Linked DNA regions of Pan troglodytes: region 2 is linked to region 1. Evidence: chromatin contacts called from public Hi-C data. All regions are on one chromosome and are shown on one strand. The core of a region is the stretch at or near the end of the contact, and the rest is flanking DNA. Distances in the headings are between cores, read along the strand shown.

Region 1 (4,844 bases), core at 685-3,184:
AAGGATTTGAACCCAAGTGGGGCTGTGCAAAGCTAGTACTTTTAGCCATTGTACTATGAAAGCAATATAAATTACTGATCTCTGATTGCCCTATAGATTTTTCTGAAACAGTTATTTATTTGTCTATCTATCTTTTGAAACAGAGTCTCATTCTGTTGCCCAGGCCGGAGTACAGTGATGAAAACTTGGCTTACTGCAACCTCCGCCTCCTAGGTTCAAGAGATTCTCATGCCTCAGCCTCCTGAGTAACTGGGGTTAACCTGAGTAACAGGTGCGTACCACCATGCCTGGCATTCTCTCGTATTTTTATTAGAGATGGGGTTTCGCCATGTTGGCCAGGCTTGTCTTGAACTCCTGACCTCAGATGATCCACCTCCCTCGGCCTCCCACAGTGCTGTGATTACAGGTGTGAGCTACCACGCCTGGCCTGAAACAGTCTTTTACCTAAACTTTTTACTTTGTAATAATTGTAGATTTATAGAAAAGTTGCAAAGATAGTACAGAGAGTTCCCGTATGCCCTCCATTCAGCTCCCCCTAATGTTAACATCTTAGATAACCTTGATGTGTTTGTCAAAACCACAAAATTAGGCCTGGCACGGTGGCTCCTGTCTGTATTCCCAACACTGGGAGGCTAAGGTGGGAGGATTGCTTGAGCCTAGGAGTTCAAGATCAGTCTGGGCAACATAGTGGAGCTCATCTCTATAAAAAGTTAAAAAATTAGCTAGGCATCGAGCACCTGTAGTCCTAGCTACTTGAGAGGCTGAGACAGGAGGATCACTTGAGCCCAGTAGGTCGAGGCTGGAGTGAGCCATGGTCACACTATTGCACTCCAGCCAGGGTAACAGAGTGCCTACAAAATTAATGTTGGTACAATGCTGTTAACTAAACTTTAGACTAGATTTGGATTTGGATTTGGATTTCTCCAGTTCCACTAATGTCCTTTTTCCACTCCAGAACCCAATCCAGAATACAACATTACATTTAGTGAAACAGTTTTTTAAATTGTATTTCAAAGTTATATTTCACCCACCAATTTTTAAAATCAGTACTTAAAAATGGCCAGGCGTGGTGGCTCAGGCCTGTAATCCCAGCACTTCGGGAGGCAAAGGCAGGTGGATCACGGGAGGTCAGGAGTTTGAGAACAGCCTGGCAAACATGGCAAAACCCTTTCTCTACTAAAAATACAAAAATTAGACAGGCGTGGTGGTGTGCACCTGTAGTCCCAGCTGCTCAGGAGGCTGAGGCAGGAGAATCACTTGAACCCAGGAGGCAGAGGTTGCAGTGAGCCAAGATCATGGCACTGCACTGCAGCCTGGGCGACAGAGCAAGACTCTGTCTCAAAACAAATAAACAAACAAACCAAAAAACTTTAAAATCAGTGAAAATGTGCCATTCCTAGTCCTGTTGGTCTTACACCGCATTCTGCCCTGTCCCTGTCCTGCTCAGACATAGGCTGAGGCCTGTGGTTCCGTCGCCCAGGCTCCTTGTCAGTTGGTTTCCTGCTGGTTTTGGCCAAGGGCAGTAGAAAGAAACCAGGGTATTTCTCCTCCCCTACCGCCACCCTTCTTTAATCTGCATTTCCGGCAATGTCTCTAGCTCCTCTGGGAACTGATGGCTGTGGTTCAAACTTCCCCTGGGTGACCCTGGGCCCCAGGCTCACCATCTCTTCATGTGGTGCCTTCCTGCCATTGACAATTGCGGGATGGCTTTGTCTTCCCCTGGTTGGCCTGTCAACTCTCCCATCACTGATGTAACCAGTCTCTGGTTTTAAATCCTTAGAATGGTGTCTGTATGCCTGGCTGGTCCCTGCCTGACACATGTGCCTGAGATGCCTCCACACTTGGTCTTCCTGCCCTTGTGGCCCTAACACCCTCACAAAGCTGAAAACTGCTTCCAGTGAAAGGTTCTGTGTAAAAGCGACAGAGGACCTAAGATGAACTCTTGATGTCAACAGTTGTGGTTTCTGCAGCCACACTAACCACACAGATGTCAGCACAGCTGCACTCACACCTACTTCTTCATTTTGCAGGATGGCCAGAGACAATAAAAGCACGAGACCCAAGTAGTCTACCGAAGTCTCCATCTCTGCGGACCTACAGAGGCACAGAGGGCTGCTCACAAGATGACTTTAGACATTCTCGCCATGGCCCCTTTGTATCAGGCCCCTGCCATCAACAGAATAGGGCCAAAGACAGACCCATCTAAAAGGCCAGCTGATCCACTAAAACCCTTGGTTCTCTCTAGGACCAAACTCACCACCATTGAGGCCAAAAGGATCATGTCCATCCTGGATGAGGCGATCTACAAGGTGGAGCTGGTGACCTTGCTGTCGTATGTGGCATCCAACAGAGAGGATATGGAGGGGATGCTGGGGGAGGACGTCATGAGGGCAGTGAGAGAGCATCAGGATCTCTGCCAGGTCCTCCTTGAAAACGTCAGGTGCCTGAAAGAGAAAGAAAGGCAATTGCAGGAGCAGAAAGAGGCTGAGGAGGAAGGGTGGCTCAGAGACCGCCTCCTTTCCATAGAGCTGCAGAAATCCAGCCTCTCACCACTTACGCAGCAGATCAAAGACTCCACCAAGAACGTCCTGAGACTCTTGCTCAGCAACCCCCAGGCTGCTAGGCTCCTGCAGATGCAGACACAGGGTAGAAGTACGGAAGCCCAGAATTTTATTGACAGCCTGATAGAGCTCCGTGGTTTCCTGTTTGAAAAACTACTCACTAGTCCCATGGAAGCGAGGGATAAGGCCCAGTTCTTACAGGATATCAGTAGACAGAATAGTAATAACCAACAAATCATTGATACTCTTGAAAAGGAATTGGCGGAGAGAATGAAGAACAGGAATGCAGAGGTATTGTTTCATAGTATTGCTGAAATTACTGAAGAAGCCACACAAATCTTTTGTTGGTTGGGTTTTTCCTCAATGATTGATTTTTTTTTTAAGATGGAGTCTCGCTCTGTTGTCCAGACTAGAGTGCAGTGGTGTAATCTCGACTCACTGCAACCTCTGCCTCCCAGGTTCAAGCGATTCTCCCACCATAGCCTCCCAAGTAGTTGGGATTACAGGCGTATACCACCATGCCTGGCTAATTTTTGTATTTTTAGTAGAGACAGGTTTTCGCCATGTTGGCCAGGCTGGTCTAGAACTCCTGACCTCAAGTGATCCTCCTGCTTTGGCCTCCCAAAGTGCTGGCCACTGCGCCTGGCCAATTGATTGACTGATTTTTTTGAGACAGGGTCTCACTCTGTTGCCCAGGCTAGAGTGCAGTGGCATGATCACAGCACACTGCAGCCTCCATCTGTCAGGCTTAAGCAATCCTCCCATCTCACCCTCCCAAGTAGCTGAGACTACAGGTGTGTGTCACCATGCCTGGCTAATTTTTTGATTGTTTGTAAAGATGGGCTCTTGCTACGTTGCCCAGGTTGGTCTTGAACTTCTGGGTTCAAGAGATCCTTCCACCTTGGCCTCCCAAAGTGCTGGGGTTACAGGCATGAGCCACTATGCCCGGCCTCCCCAGTGATTTTTTTTTTTTTTAAGATGGAGTCTTGCTGTGTCACCCACGCTAAAGTGCAGTGGCAACATCTTGATTCACTGCAACCTCCGCCTCCTGTGTTGGGAATGGGTGCTCGGTGTCACCAAAATCAACACTGAGACAAAGGATCTCTCAGCAAGGCTAGTTTACTCTCTGCAGAAAGGGTGCTGCTTGCTAGCAGTCTTGCCACAAGAGCACACACGAACAAAAGAGACGGGGTCATTTATAACCAGACGCATCCACCCTACTGCTGTGTCCAGTTTCCATTGGCTGGAACAGGACCTCACATTCTGTACTTAACCCGATTGGCTAGCAACTTAGAACTTCCCAAAAGAGGCAAAGGCAGAGGGGAACAAAGGAAGAGAGCAAGTAACTCCTGGAATGCTGAGAGAGGCAAAAACACCTCCAAATAAGGAAGAGGAATAGGCTATGACCTAATGCTTGCTTGGACCGGTTCAGGTATGCCAAGGCAAATATCTAAGCTAAAATGTGGGAGCTAAGAACAGAGTATATTGATTTCTTTTTTTTTTTTTTTTTTTTTTTTGAGGCGGAGTCTTGCTCTGTCACCCAGGCTGGAGTGCAGTGGTGTGATATCGGCTCACTGCAAGCTCTGCCTCCAGGGTTCACACCATTCTCCTGCCTCAGCCTCCCGAGTAGCTGGGACTACAGGTGCCCACCACCATACCCAGCTAATTTTTTTTTTGGTATTTTTAGTAGAGATGGGGTTTCACCGTGTTAGCCAGGATAGTCTCGAACTCCTGACCTCGTGATCTGCCCACCTCTGCCCCCCAAAGTGCTGGGATTACAGGCGTGAGCCACCACGCCCAGCCTATTGATTTCTTTATTACAGCTAGCAGAATTGAAGAATATTAACACAGGTCTTTGAGTAAATTTTGGTTCTAAGAGAGGTTACTACCTATTCTGAATTAGACTGGGAGGAAAGTCCCTTTGAAGAGGAACCTCTATTTCATTTTCTACATCCTGGGTTCAAGCAATTCTTCTGGCTCAGCCTCCCGAGTCTCTGGGACTACAGGTGCCCGCCACAATGCCCAGCTAATTTTTTTATTTTTAGTAGAGATGGGGTTTCACCGTGTTGGCCAGGCTGGTCTTGAACTCCTGACCCTAAGTGATCTGCCCGCCTTGGCCTCCCAAAGTGCTGGGATTATAGGCGTGAGCCACTGCGCCTGGCCTAAGTAGCTTTTTTTTTAAAAAAAAATTCATTTACTCCACAAATTATTGTAAGTACTTACTAGGTGCCAGGTCTTATAAATAAGCCCATGTGGTTCCAGCCTCATGGAGTTCACAGTAAG
Region 2 (4,844 bases), core at 720-3,219, 210 kb before region 1:
TCTGGCCAACATGGAGAAACCCCGTCTCTACTAAAAATACAAAATTAGCCGGGCATGGTGGCGCGTGCCTGTAATCCCAGCTACTCGGGAGGCTGAGGCAGGAGAATTGCTTGAACCTGAGAGGCGAGGTTGCGGTGAGCCGAGATTGCGCCATTGCACTCCAGCCTAGAGAGTAAGAGGGAAACTCCGTCTCAAAAAAAAAATAAAAAATAAAAAATTAGACCCGAAAAATGAGAACCAACCAACCACACAACAAACTGCAAGAAGAGCGTGTACATGGCAGGACTATTGTGAGGATTCAATGAGCCTGCATGGTAAGGGCACCCATGTTGGGTGTCTGTCCACTTGGAATTGGGTTTCTCTTCCTTTTTGGTGAAATCCCCAGATTTTTCCCCTGGGGATCCTGGGATTGTCAGGATGAACTCCCCCTACTCCATAATCCTTCCTCTTTCTTGTTTTTTTGGTGTTTGTTTTAGAGACAAGGTCTCACTCTGTTGCCTGGGCTGGAGTGCAGTGGCACGATCATGGCTCACTGTAACCTTGAAGTCCCGGGCTCAAGCAATCCTCCCACCTCAGCTTCCTGAGTAGCTGGAACTGTAGACATGCACCACTGTATCCGGCTGATATTTTAATTTTTATAGAGATGCAGTTTTGCTGAGTTGTCCAGGCTGGTCTTGAACTCCTGGCCTCAGGTAAATCTCTTGTCTCTGCCTCTCAAAACACTAGGATAACAGGTGTGAGCCACCTGTTGGCTCACAACAGATGAGTCATTAACTCACCATTGACTCCATTTTATAAACAGTGAACCTGAGGTCCAGAGAGATTAAGTAACTTATCCAAGTTCACACAGTTAGAAACAGCATAGCCAGAATTCACACCAGGCAGTGTCTTTGGCATCTGTGCTATTAACCGCGATGCTATACTTTCTCTAATATACTAGTGTTATCGTTACTATTATGAAAGCTGCATGCATTTAATATTTATTGCCAATTGTCCTTTGGAACCAAATGCTCCTGGCTCAGTTTCCAGGCTTCCCCAGCCCTCTTGGTTATACTGACTCACAAGAGGACAGCAGGCATCAGTTAAATGAAAAAGCCCCAAGTTGCCAACAGCCTTATCAACCCCAGACCCCATCAGGCACCTGAGGTCTGGGACTGAGCTGTCTTGGCCCAGGGACACACAGCTCTTGTCCCGTATGGCAGCCACCAGGGCTGAAATGGGGGACCTGGGTCTCCCTGCTGTGGAATAACCCAGGGGAAAGCAGGGGGCTCAGGCTCAGGTCCCAGTCATGCCAACCTTGGCCAAGTCACTTTTGTCACTGGGCCTTACCTGTCACATCTATGAGTTGAGGTAAGGACCACCAGTGCTGTCCACCTCACTTGTCCCCAAAGCCTTTCCCCAGAGGCCACCTTGGTGGCACTCCACAGCCAAATCCCTGGTGCCAGGGCTGGGACACCTCAGGCTGGCCCCTTGGCTGGCAGAATGCCCAACCCTGCCCCTCTGGCAGGCAGAACCCACTCTCGCCCTTCAGGGTCCCCAGCACAACACTTTCTTCTGCAGGGCACCCTGAATTCAATCGACATTCCCAGGAGGGCCTAGACCACGCTCAGGCCCTCTCACTCCCACCTGCTCAGCTTGGACTTTGCCCAAAGCCTCCCAAACTCCTGCAGCCTCTCATCAGCCTCTCATTCACACACACACTGAGCCCCAGGGGCCCCAGCTGGCCCCAGACCCCTTACCTCCCTGCCCAACTATCCCAGACCAGCGTGGCCCCAGCTCCTGCCCTCCAGCCCGGGAACCAGCTCTTTCCAGGAACCGGCTCTGTCCAGTTTCAGGCAGCTTCCGGCAACCTTGGCCCCTCCTCCTTTGTTAAAGAGAAAGCTCCAGACCCTAAGCCTCCGGGTGAAGACGGAGGAGGAGAGGGGATGAGAGCAACCCTCACTGCTTTCCCGGGCACTGCCTATGACTCATGCACCACCCTGTCTCATTTGACAGATGAGCAAACTGAAACTCAGAAAAGGGAACTTATTTGGCCAAAGCTTCCCAGACAGCAAGGGGCAGAGACAGCCTTTACCCCTGGCCCTGGGCCATCTCTTCCGGGATGCAGGCATCTCCATGTCTTCTCATTTTAGGTCTAGTGATTGTCCCGGATGCTGAACCACTGTTGGGGTCAGCTTAGGTCTGGGATGGGAAAACAAGGACAAGGGAACTTTTTTTTTTTTTTTTTTTTTTTTTTGAGACACAGTTTCATTCTTGTCCCCCAGGCTGGAGTGCAATGGTGCGATCTTGGCTCACTGTTACCGCCGCCTCCTGGATTCAAGCAATTCTCCCACTTCAGCCTCCCGAGTAGCCAGGTTTACAGGCACCCACCACCACGCCAGCTAATTTTTGTATTTTTAGTAGGGACAGGGTTTGACCATGTTGGCCAGGCCAGTCTCGAACTCCTGTCCTCAGGTGATCTGCTTGCCTCTGCCTCCCAAAGTGCTGGGATTACAGGCGTGAGCCACTGCACCTGGCCAAGGAAACAATTATTATAATTATTATTTGTGACATGGGAAAGGTATATTTTTGTCTGAAGCACCTCTCCGTCTCGGGTATTTTACACGCAGCATGAGAACCCAAGCAATTATTTGCTACTCAGATAAATGACTGACCATTCATTCATTCATTAAATGTTTATTGGACACCTACTATGTGCCAATCCCTGGAACTTTGGCCTCAAACAAAATAGCATGTCCTCTGCCTTCACAAAGCCCTTAGAGAGGGCCATTAGAGAGCACTTATTAGTGCTATCAGATGTTAGCAGCTGGCAGGGTGGGGCAGGGCTGTGGAACCCTGAGCAGGCACCCCGCCTGGCCCTGGGGGGCTGGGGAGGCTTCCTGGAGGAGGGGAAGTCTGAGTGGAGCCAGGAGTCAGGCACAGGGAGTGCAAAGGTCTGGAAATGAAAAACATGATATATTCCAGGGTCAGGGAAGTATCCAGTGGGGCTGGGAGGGAGAAGGCAGGGGTGGGGAAGCAAGTGGGGTTGAGGCTGGAGATGTGGGCAGAGATCAGAGTCCACAGGGATGCCTGTACCAATCCAGAGTTTGGACCTTACCCAGGGGCACTAGGGAGCCACAGAAGGCTTTAGGTGGGGGGAATGACATGGTCAAATTCATGTCTTGTCTCTGCACCATCTCACTGGGTGAACCTGAGCAGCTCGTGCCCATCTCTGGGCCTCAGTTTCCCTATGTGGAAAGTGGGAACAGGAAGACCTGGCATCACAGATGTTGTGTGTCCTTCTTGGGCTGTTTCTGATCTCCCCAGGTTTGATGATTAACTCCCAGCCACTTGGGGTTAGATGGAGCTGCTTGGCCGTGATCCTTAATGTGGACTCTGGCAAGTTTCTACCCATACTCGCTTTAGACACACACCCATCCTTGTTGGGTGCCTTGTCCTGGACTGGGCACTGGGGACACAGAGGTGATAAAATCCAGTTTGTGCCTTGAAGTGGCCCCCAGCATGGAGGGGAGAGGAAGACACCCAATTCGGTAGCAACAATAACACCTCCTAAGATGACAGAGGGCAGAAAGTCCCCATAGGGTAGCTGGGGATGGGGCAAGATCAGGGAGGGCTTCTTGAAGTAGGCAGAGACTCAGCACACAGCTCAGACTTTGACAAGAAGCAGACTAGCTGCATTTAGTGCATGTCTACTGTACACCAACACGTGCGTGCTGTCCAGCATAACCCACACTGTTTATTTGTTTGTTTATTTGTTTGTTTTACAAACGAGGTCTCACTGCACTGCCCAGGCTGATCTTGAACTCCTGACCTCAAGCAATCCTCCTACCTTAGCCTCCCAAAATGCTCGGATTACAGGCAACAGCCACTGCGCCCAGCCCCCAAAGGTTTTTTAATAGTTGGCAATCTATTTCTGTGTGCATTAGGAAAGATGTGTGTATGTATGTAGGTATATATATACGTGTATACATATGTATGTGTATGTACATATAAAATATCAGACCCATAGTTTCATGGATATGATGGCTTAGGAAGAAGCTAAGGTAGGTAGTAAAGTTTAAAAATGGAGCCTCTTTAAAAAATATATTAATTGGCCAGGCATGGTGGCTCACGCCTGTAATCCCAGCACTTTGGGATGCCGAGGCAGCTGGATCACCTGAGGTCAGGAGTTTGAGCATGGCCAATGTAGTGAAACCCCATCACTACTAAAAATACAAAAAGCTAGCTGGACATGGTGGTGGGCGCCTGTAATCTCAGCTACTCGGGAGGCTGAGACAGGAGAATCACTTGAACCGGGGAAGTGGAGTTTGCAGTGAGCCGAGGTCGTGCTATTGCACTCCAGCCTGGGCAACAAGAGCGAAATTCCGTCTTAAAAAATATATATAAATATATATATGTGTGTGTGTATATATATGTATATAAATATATATATTTGTATATAATATATATTTATATAAATATATATACTTGTATATAATATATATATTTGTACATAAATATGTATATGTATATAAATATATATATTTGTATATTATATATATTTGTATATAAATATATATATTTGTATATAATATATATATTTGTATATAAATTATTAGTAGCAATAATAGTAGTAGTAGTTTCTGGCATGAACAAGCAGCATGCCTAGTAGTTAAAACACAGACCCGCAGCCAGGCTCTGATACAAATACTTGTTCTGCCACTTTCTCACTGTGTGACCTTGTGACCTTTTGTAAGTCACTTAACCTCTCTGTGCCTTGTTCCCTCAAATGTAAGATGGGGATAGAACACTACTTCCCTAGTACAGTGGATGTGAGGATCAAATGCATTAATGCAGGAAAATAT

What was found. A called contact is a pair of places that touch in the nucleus more often than the background predicts.
Region 2: a Hi-C map of lymphocytes shows a contact between it and region 1, with 8 times the contacts expected there. The contact joins the promoter of SDSL here to the enhancer-like site in region 1. A contact is called at or near these places in 4 of 7 Hi-C or Micro-C datasets (blood, a lymphoblastoid cell line, lymphocytes and 1 more).

What each region holds. Positions count from the first base shown.
Region 1 is chr10:120,037,866-120,042,709 of NHGRI_mPanTro3-v2.0_pri, reverse strand. IQCD (IQ motif containing D) reads left to right here. Exons shown (of 5, transcript XM_509395.9): 2 at 2,031-2,852. The coding sequence starts at 2,124. Among named protein-coding and RNA genes, the nearest start is that of TPCN1, 13 kb to the left of the region's middle. Within about 2 kb of position 1,934, at least 1 of the 24 cell types and tissues checked has an H3K27ac peak or open chromatin away from gene starts, as enhancers often do. A contact at or near this core is called in a lymphoblastoid cell line, where this site is marked.
Region 2 is chr10:120,245,003-120,249,846 of NHGRI_mPanTro3-v2.0_pri, reverse strand. It overlaps SDSL (serine dehydratase like), which reads right to left and starts at 1,969. Exons shown (of 8, transcript XM_001153764.8): 1 at 1,740-1,969.